Linked DNA regions of Hordeum vulgare: regions 2 and 3 are each linked to region 1. A link is a contact called in public Hi-C data. All regions are on one chromosome and are shown on one strand. The core of a region is the stretch at or near the end of the contact, and the rest is flanking DNA. Distances in the headings are between cores, read along the strand shown.

Region 1 (3,252 bases), core at 348-2,847:
TTTTGTAATCAGCATGAAATAACCTTAATCATGAAACATCAAAGTGACTCCCCTGAGCTAATAAAAAGTTCACATAATGTTTAATTCATGTGTTCATTCAAGATGAGAAAACATATAACCTCACTGGAAACTATTGTAAGTAAATTAGCATTAGAGTTAATAGAATAGCAAATATATGAGAAACGAGAGCAAACCTTGGTGAGTCCACAGCTCCTAATAGAGTTACCGATTTTATTTGCAATGCCAAACACCTCCTTATATGTCCTCCAGACGTATGCACCAGCCTATTTGTTTATATCACACAAAATAATACTTTAGCAAGAATTCTACTGTTTTTATATTCCAGGGGGGGTATAAGTTGTAATCGACCAACTGAAATAATCGACCAAATGGTACCTTCCCATCAACAATCTCACGGTGACCAAGCATTCTGTTGTTTGGATACTTCTCCACTGCCATTCTGTGTATGAGCACACATCATTGACACTCAAAACTAAATAAGCTCAGTAGGACAAAAGGTCGCCAGATTTAAGAGTTTTAGTAGCAAGTCAACAGTGAAAATGCAACGAACCAACTTGCTCGGTTAATTTCGTTAACTAACCCGGAACAAACCAGACACTATTGACCAATATGACATCAGCGTTCCCACCCACACAAGACTATGGAGAAACTGAACTCAATTTGATGACAGGTTTGCATGGTCAGCGATTTGATTTTTTTCACAGCTGATTAACAGTTTTAGTGGGCCATGAAGGAGCAGGAAATAGTACTGCTGAGTTCGAACTAGTAATCTTAACTTTATTCCTCTGCTTTGAAGAACATTATCACTCCATAGAAAAAGCGTACTGATCCAGAATTCAAGGGAATTTAAAGAGAGAGTCTATACAACTGCCCAACTAACTAACAGAGTAACTAAACTGGATTTCGGAGCCGAAATGCAAAGAGAAAAAAATCAGATAAATGCAGAGTTGGGCTATTCTGTCGAGGGCGTGGGGGACAGATCCCGAGGGCTAGCATACGCAAGCAAACTGACATAAATGCCATAAAGAATAGGGTTCATGCAAGTAGTTGGACGGGAGGCATACGAGAATCAGGCATATCAAATCCCGGTTTCGTGTACTACAGGAGTACTAGCAAGGACAGCGACAAATAACCGCAAACAAATAAATGGAGGAAAAGATCCTCCGCATGCCACCCACTACGCGTGAACAGAACCACCGGATTCAATCCTTTGACTGACGCCGCCGAAAAGAGAAATAATCCAGGAGCCGTCCGGGCTCCCCCACCGCTCATCAACGGAGCAAATGATGAAGCAAGCAGGGGGGGAGCCCGGAGGAGCAAGGAGGGAGAGCTCACCGGAAGATGTCGTAGCAGCTGTCCAGGCCGGGGACGGGCGCCGGGAAGCCGTCGCGGGCGAAGGCGCTCCGGTAGGCGGGCCCCACCGAGGGCCGGCCGTCGGCGGCCGGGCGGCCCTCCTCTACCTTCACCACGTGCTGCATCTCCGCCATCCCTCCTGCTTGCTCCGGTAGCGGCGCGCTCCAAGCCTTGCCTTGCCTTGCCTTGCCTGCCTTGCTAGTTGCTACGCTTCGGAATGGACCGAAATGGCAAGAGGCGTGGAGACGGGGGCCTAAATACAACACTCCTTGACAGAAATATTGGTGTGTGTTTTTTTTCTTTTTTGAGAACAAATATTGGTGGGTGGGTGCAGCGGAGAGCGGTGGGGGCAGCTGGCATGGACAGTGGGAGGACGGGCCGGGCCGCTGGTTGGTGGGGCAGGTGACCGGTGCGCGGAACGGCCGACCTTCTCCTTGTCGAGACTCCTCGGGCGGTCGCTCATCCACACGTATCTACTTACATGGACCTGGCATTTTTGCGAACAGGGATATTGGTGGCATCAGCTTTCAGCTCTCCAAGATTTATTTTATTTTTGAGGAAAGCTCTCCAATTTTCTTTTGTTTCTGGACAAAACGGTTGACGCGATTTCCAGATGATTGCACCTGGTCTTAAATGACAGTGAATGCCCAAAAAAGGTATGCGCTGCATATTGAAGCGATCCTGTTGGATTTTTGACTTAATTTAAACTGTGTGGATGGCTTGGCTTGATTTTGATTTAAACCGCTATGCATTCATTACGGTGGCTGTGTGGCCCTGTCAGGTAGGAGTTGCGTGTCAACGTGATATTATTATTACTGGAAGTAGTACTAATTTAAAACGTGGATTTCATCAAGTATCACGTGGACGGTTATTTGTCGCTGACGATAAACAGTGTAATAAGACTGCAAAAAAAAAAGGTGCCATATCTTAGGGGACTTCTAGATTACTTGTTAATCCGGTCATGCTTGAAGAAAAAAACTCAGAAGATATGGAAAGTGCTTGCAGGTGTTCAGAATCTCTTTCATTGAGTAAGTTTGTTGGTGTAAGGGCATCTCCAACAATCTATACCTACTAATAAAGAAAATAGATATTCTTAGTCTGTCATGCTATTTTATAAAAAATCCCCTGATGCTTTTAACATTAAACCCGTAGTATATATTAAATGTTTTTTTAAAATACTCATATCTTCTAAACCGTAATTCAAATTCAACATATTATATATGAAATTTTATTAGAAAAATATGTAGAATTTAAATATGATGTTATTTTACTGTTAAACATTTAATAAAAATACTGTCTAGGATGCAACCTTAATAAATAAGTCATTGTTAGTCTTTCTTTCATATCGTTACTTATTCGGATTGGGGATGAACACGTTAATAAAATCAGGATTGGAGATGAAACTGAAGGTCACTTGTCTGATTCTTTGTACGTATTAAATCTACATGCAAGCCGTGTTAAAATAGAAGACCTGTGAAATTTTGAACTGCATTTTTATAGGATAAGATCATCTTTGTTTGTGTCGTAACTACAAATTCTTAGATTATAGACTATTTTTTATAAATTAAGAGTGTGTGGTATTTCTTTCTCCCATTGCAACGCACAGACCCTTTTGCTAGTGATTTGTAAAAAAAATCATATCATTCTCGGACGGGGGGTCAGTCCACGAAGGCGGATGCGTAAGTCCGTCATCCAACAATAACCGTAAATATTTGTGTTTGATAAATTTTAATTGCCAAATAACTATGTGGTTCCCTTAAAAAATGTGACTAGTAGCATTTTATTTGGCTTATTAATCTATGTGCTAGGGTAGTTTGCGCCAAAGCTAGCATTCTTAGCAAGAAGTAATAGAGAATCTTAATACAAAACTACACACCT
Region 2 (2,812 bases), core at 229-2,728, 790 kb after region 1:
TCCAATGAAGGTCCTCCTTGTGTGCCTGCCGGTCCTCTTCTTCCTCTTCATCTTCGTCATCCATCAACTCGTTTCTATGGTAACGGCTGTACGGTTCATCGTGCAAGGAGGTGAGCGTGCTGAGGGACATGGAGTACTTCCTGGAGGCAACAAAATTCTGGCACACTCGGTAACGCTGTGCCTCCTCGTCGTCGTCCACCTCTGACAATGCGCAAGTCCTATCCAAGATTGCACCTTTACGGCAGAGCGGCTTGGTTTTGGGAACGAGCTGCTCGACCTTGGGCGGCGCAGGTGGCTTAGCCGGCTTCTCCTTCTTCCAGGGGTCGATGAGCACCGAGTCATTGAACCGCGAGGGCAGCACCTGGGCACGGCCGCGCGACGTCCGGACAACAGGCGGGCGCGTGGCGGCGGGCGGCGGCTCAGCACAGGCAGGCGATGCAACCTCGGGCTCCTCGCACCAGCGGAACCCGGCGGCGGCGTAAGGGATGCCGGAGGCCGGCACGTGGCCGAGCAGCTCGACGGGGAAGAAGTCGTCACCCCTCTGCCTCTTTGGACGGCGCTCGCCGGCGCCGCCCTCGGCCTCGGCATTGCAGCGCTTGAGGCTGAGGATCTCCGGGCGCTGGGTCCGCTTGAAGATCATCCCACGCGAACCCTTTCCCCCCGCCCGAATTCACCGGCCCGGCGGCGAGATCACGGCGAATTCGGGGAGGGTTCCCCTGCAAACCCTAGCCCCGCCCTCGCCGCGGCGAACTGGAGAGGAGGGGAATTCGTCCCCCGCCTCTCCCCACGAGCCGTCGCCGAGACGGCGGGGGGAAGGGGGAGCAAAGAAGAAATCTTGGACGGAGATGCGGCCGGAGAGAGAGAGAAATCGGGATTGGGGGGATTGGGATTTTTTTCCTCTTTGTTTTTGGGTTCGGCTTGGGAAGGTGGCTGTTCTTTGTGTGTTCTAATGGGGCTCCGGAAGAAGAAGTCGTACGAGAAACGAGCGCGACGGACCCGGTTGTAAAAACGATCCTGGCCCTGATTTTTCTCTTCTCGTGGGATTGGGTTGGTTTCGTCTTTCGTGCGGGAGGAGGAGGAGGATGGCGGTCGTGGATGGGATGGGTGGTTACATGGATGGAAGTCGTCGTCGTCTTCGTCGTGGGTGCAGGTGGAGTTGCCGTCCTCTCGACTCGCTGTTGGATTTTGCTGCTGGTGTGGTGGTGACGGTGCGCCTCCATGGAGACGGACGGAGGAGGCCAGTTGGAGTTGGCGTTCTGGCGTCGTGGTACGAGCAGCATTTTTCTCGCCCGCCCGGAATTTCGTTTCGATTCGTGTGGGTTTGTTTGGGCTTCCAATCCGGAATTCGGTCCGGGCTTGCGAGTTGTGTTTCTTTTGGGTTTGAGTTTGGGTTTGGAGGAGATGGCTTTCGACATGGACGGGAGGAGAGAGAGAGAGATGATCAAGGTGGCCATGAACGAGTTTTGTGCAGTGTGGGCAGGGGAGCTATAGCCAGGGCGACGTCACGACGAGCAGGTAGGTAGGCGCTGTACCTGTCCTGATGATTCATCGCCCCTCCCGGGCGGAGAGACGGGTTGATCCAGATGCGACCGTCTCGATGGAAAGATCGATGGTTGATGGGCGATTTCGGCGCCCCGACGGAACGAAGAAATTTCCGGGTTTTTTATTTTTGTTCTTGTTCTTGTTTCGAGCTCGATCTCGTGCAGCTCGGCCCTGGCAGTGAGCGGTGCTTGATGATCTGGTCTAGGTGGAGCTTCCGGTGGGATTTCTCGTTCCTGCGAGTTTCCATGTCGGCCTTGTTGTGCGAATCGCGAACCAAAAATGGTGCACGGGCCAAGTGAGGAGAGCGCACGCTGGCAGCGGGCAGCATCACCGGCGGGCGTTGATCCAAGGATCGATAGATGGACGATCGGTCGGACTTCTTTTTCTCTTTTGATGAATTGAAATATAAATCTATCTGATTGGAGTCGTGGTCGCCGTGCTCGAATCCACGGTCGCGAAGGCGTGCAGCTTTGGCCGTGGCCGGCCCGGCCGGATGACACTTCCGCCGTACATTCGTGTCGCCTTGGCCCCGACTGCGGGTGCTTCCGCGGCCACGATTCGCCGGAGTTGGAGGGAATAGGAGGCACGGCACGGGCACGGGCACGGGCTTGTTTGCTGGATTCTCTCTCGGTGGCCCGGTCAGATTCCTGTAGTCGTACCGTCGGAGTTGGCTCTTCCATGGCCATGGCCATCGGAGCAAAGAGCATGGGCGGCGTGTGTGGCACTGCCTTCATGTTGTGTGTCAAATTACAAGGAATGTCCATGGCCATGAGTGAAGCTGCTCCAGCCTCCGGACAACGCTACGACACAAGAATTAATTTTGGAGTAAAAAGGATTGTTGGTTCCACTGCGTGCAGCCTTTCTCGTCCTTTTTCTAAAAGGGCTTTTCTCGCCCTAGTTTGCTTCTTCTTGTTTTTTTTATTCATTCAAGAAATTCTCCTCGTCGAGATTGTAAAGAACAGTACTCTCCGCCGGCACACCGGCCCAATCTTTTCGGCCGGTCATCGCACGGTCGTTCGACTAGCGCATCCTGGACCGTTTAGATCTTATCCCCCGAACCATGTTTTCCTCCTTGCGCCTCCCCTATCCCTCGCATCACAGCTGCGAGCTTGGCGCGGCGCTCGCTCCTCCCCGCCGCCCAAGCACACACCACCCCCCTCGCCTCACCTCCTCATCCACTCTCACCGCTGATCGTCCCTAGTTTCCACCCTCGTCTTCGGTCACCGACGAGCTCCATGCCTGCAGCACCCCGATGCTCGTCGTCGCTCAC
Region 3 (2,987 bases), core at 435-2,934, 880 kb before region 1:
CAAGTTATTATGTGAGTGTAGGAATTAGGAATGTTGACAACATGTGGAGCGGCGCAACAAATGATGTTGTGGGGGTATCGAAGCAAGGGTAGTCAGACAAATCCAAAGGCATGCACGTCCCGATGTACAGCTACATGCTACTTCTATAGCCGCGCCCATGAGGATGGGGCACACTTATTCTTCAAATGCAAGGTGGTGAAAGAAATCCGGAGGGAGCTAGCCCTTGAGAAAGAACAGATGGATTTTGAGCAAACACACCAGTACATGCAATGCTAGACTACCTCTGGAGTCTGAATGAGAGTAAATGGTTGCACATTCTAACCTTTTGGCGGCTGTGGTGGAGCAGTCGTAACAAGCTAAGGGAGGGCAAATTGCGAATCTCGACGATGAAGCTAGCGAGATGCACACGCTGCTGTGTACTATAGTACAATCAAATCTACAATTCAGCGCTAGCAAAGAAGTACATGGAGAAGTGGCGACCGCCAAATAATGATATGATCAAAATCAACGTGGATGGTCCTTTGTGCCTCATGACATGCATGCGGGCTGGGGCGTTGTGGCAAGAGCTTCCTATGGAAACATCATCTGAGCACGAGTTTGACGATAGGAGAATGTTCAAGATGCCTTTGCTACAGAGGTCCATGCCATAGCACAAGCTGTGCCTTTTGCAGCCGACATGGGAATGATCCAGTGGTATTTGAGACTGATTCACAACTCTTATGTGATGCTCTAGACATATGGAAGACAGACTCATCTACTTACTCGGCTGTCATTGAGGACATCAAGCTTCAGCTAAAGCTTTGGTTCTTCAAGCATGTTATTTCATTTTGTAGACGTAGTACGAATAATGTTGCTCATGAACTCGCTACTCTTGGGGATGTGTGTGAACCTTCTCATTGTGTAATGTGGGAGTCGGATGTACCAGCCAATGTGGCTGCGTGTGCGACGGGCAATTTGCCTAAGCACCGTTAATTTATAAAGCTTTGCTTCTCCTAAAAAAATGTACAACTTGAGAGGGGTTCGATTGTGAACTGCGATCACCCTATTTGAATAAGGAAAATGTTGGTTCATGTAACAATCAACTCGTCTTTATGACTCGAGAATTAGGAATTTTACACACTTCGCATCAAATTTCAAATTCCCAAAAGTGTTATTCTATATTATGATAGAAATATTTATGTTTTATAATACAACATGATTTTAGTCAAGACGTGCAAATGCACGTACAAGTTTACTAGTTAACAGACCAAACGTAACACCCCGTTCTCGCACGAACTAATCGTAAACCTAACGCCCCGTTCTCGTTCTCGTACCGGCTAACTGTTGGATCTACCGGAGCTCAGCCACAAAAGATTCGTCGTGGAGGAGACAAGATGGCTCACAAGCCAACAAGAACAAAGGCAGGGCACCACCTGCGGCACAGTAGTAGCAGGAGGGCCGTCCGTCCTCGTCATCCCCCACCGGCCACCACGAATTCCTCACCTTCGTTTTTGTTTGCTTCCGCGGCTTTGGATTGGCTGGCTCCCAGTCCCACGCCCCCGCCAGCTCAGACAGACCGCGCTGCCTCGTGGCTCGTGGGCCTCTGCCGCCATGTGGCCGCAAAGGTGCGTTCGAATTGGCGGGAGCGGCGTTCGGGTTCGGTGGCGATCCCGTAATAAGGCGCAGACCCGGAGGGCCTTCAGCTCCAGCCAGACGCCCAAGGGCCGAGGCAGCTCAAAGAGAACGAATCGATCGCTGTTCACTCGCTCCCTGCGAGGCCGCCTGCAGTACGTTTCTAACTCTGCCCACACATCGGCTGCCCCCAGTGGAGAGAGAGAGAGAGAGAGAGAGCCTGTGGCCGCGGCTTGCTTCTGTGGCGATCGAGCAACCGCTTCAGTCTTCACCCCTTCCGGTAACTCCTTTTGTTCCGTTTCTCTTCCGCTCGGTTTCCAGCTCTCCTTCTTCAGTTTGCTCCCCCTGTTCCGATCTGCGTGGCTGCAGTCCATGCGCGGTACCTGACCATGCTTGCTCTTTGGTTATTGTTTTCTCTCAGATCTTAGCAGTTCGAGTTCAACAAGAGGCGGGAGATACAGAGTAAAGGATGCAGCTGTAGTTTCCCGTTCGGTACGTTTCTTGATCTGTTCACTCTCTATTGTACAGTCTATCTAGATGCGGGTCGGCTGCTCTTGTTACCGGACTAGTAGCGGAGAAGTTTCCGCACGAGTTGAATCGGAAAAATGGTTGTATACGACTTTGGGTATTGTTGGAGGAGGGCCATCTATGATGTAGATAAACCTGGGAATAGTTCGACAGCCAAACTGAACCCAGCCCAGACTGTTCTTTATTTGACGACAACAGCAGGAGCTCTGCTTATATGCTTTATTACAAGGGGAGGGGAGAGGTACAACAATCAGGAGGAACATCACCAGAGCACACAGAGAAGAGAAAAATAACTGAAAAAGGAGCCACAGAAACAAGCAGCAGTGCTCAGATCAGTAAACCTCTAGCGTCACGCCTCCAGCAACAGAACCGAACCAAACCAAAACAAAACAAAACAAATAAGCTGGCATCCAGACTAAACCAAATTGCATGCCTTTTCCACCCAACCCAATCCAAGCTGTTTCTCACTTATGGACTAAACCATATATTCCTTTTTTCCTGATATAAACTAAAACCATAGACTCGTTTAGACTCTTCATCTAGGCAATGTTAGCGGTGCATGTGGCATAGCCTAGTAAGCAGGTTGTATGAGATGGACATGACCTCTTGCTTACTTTAGTTTTACTTGCGCCATGACCCTTTTTTCTTGTTTTTTGTTCCGCTATCTCATTGATAGTGGAACCCGATCCTTTCAGGATCCTATGGACTAAACCCATAGATTCAAACCATGGACAAAGCAATAAGCAAGTAGCACAGTAGTTTAGGAAAATGATAAGTAGCTAGCCGAGTAGTCGCTGGCTGCTATATACATCATGTATGTGTTCTTGGATTGGATGTGTCAGCTGGCA

What was found. A called contact is a pair of places that touch in the nucleus more often than the background predicts.
Region 2: a contact with region 1 is called in a Hi-C map of seedling, with 6 times the contacts expected there. The contact joins the promoter of LOC123443998 here to the promoter of LOC123444002 in region 1. A contact is called at or near these places in 2 of 6 Hi-C or Micro-C datasets (leaf and seedling).
Region 3: a contact with region 1 is called in a Hi-C map of leaf, with 9 times the contacts expected there. The contact joins the promoter of LOC123444004 here to the promoter of LOC123444002 in region 1. A contact is called at or near these places in 3 of 6 Hi-C or Micro-C datasets (leaf and seedling).

What each region holds. Positions count from the first base shown.
Region 1 is chr3H:405,588,374-405,591,625 of MorexV3_pseudomolecules_assembly, reverse strand. LOC123444002 (long chain acyl-CoA synthetase 4-like) reads right to left here and starts at 1,597. Exons shown (of 19, transcript XM_045120597.1): 1 at 1,357-1,597; 2 at 397-460; 3 at 195-284. The coding sequence starts at 1,508.
Region 2 is chr3H:404,799,797-404,802,608 of MorexV3_pseudomolecules_assembly, reverse strand. It overlaps LOC123443998 (histone-lysine N-methyltransferase ATX4-like), which reads right to left and starts at 1,478. Exons shown (of 23, transcript XM_045120592.1): 1 at 1-1,478. The coding sequence starts at 640.
Region 3 is chr3H:406,464,582-406,467,568 of MorexV3_pseudomolecules_assembly, reverse strand. LOC123444004 (myosin-2 heavy chain-like) reads left to right here and starts at 1,684. Exons shown (of 4, transcript XM_045120599.1): 1 at 1,684-1,891; 2 at 2,033-2,103.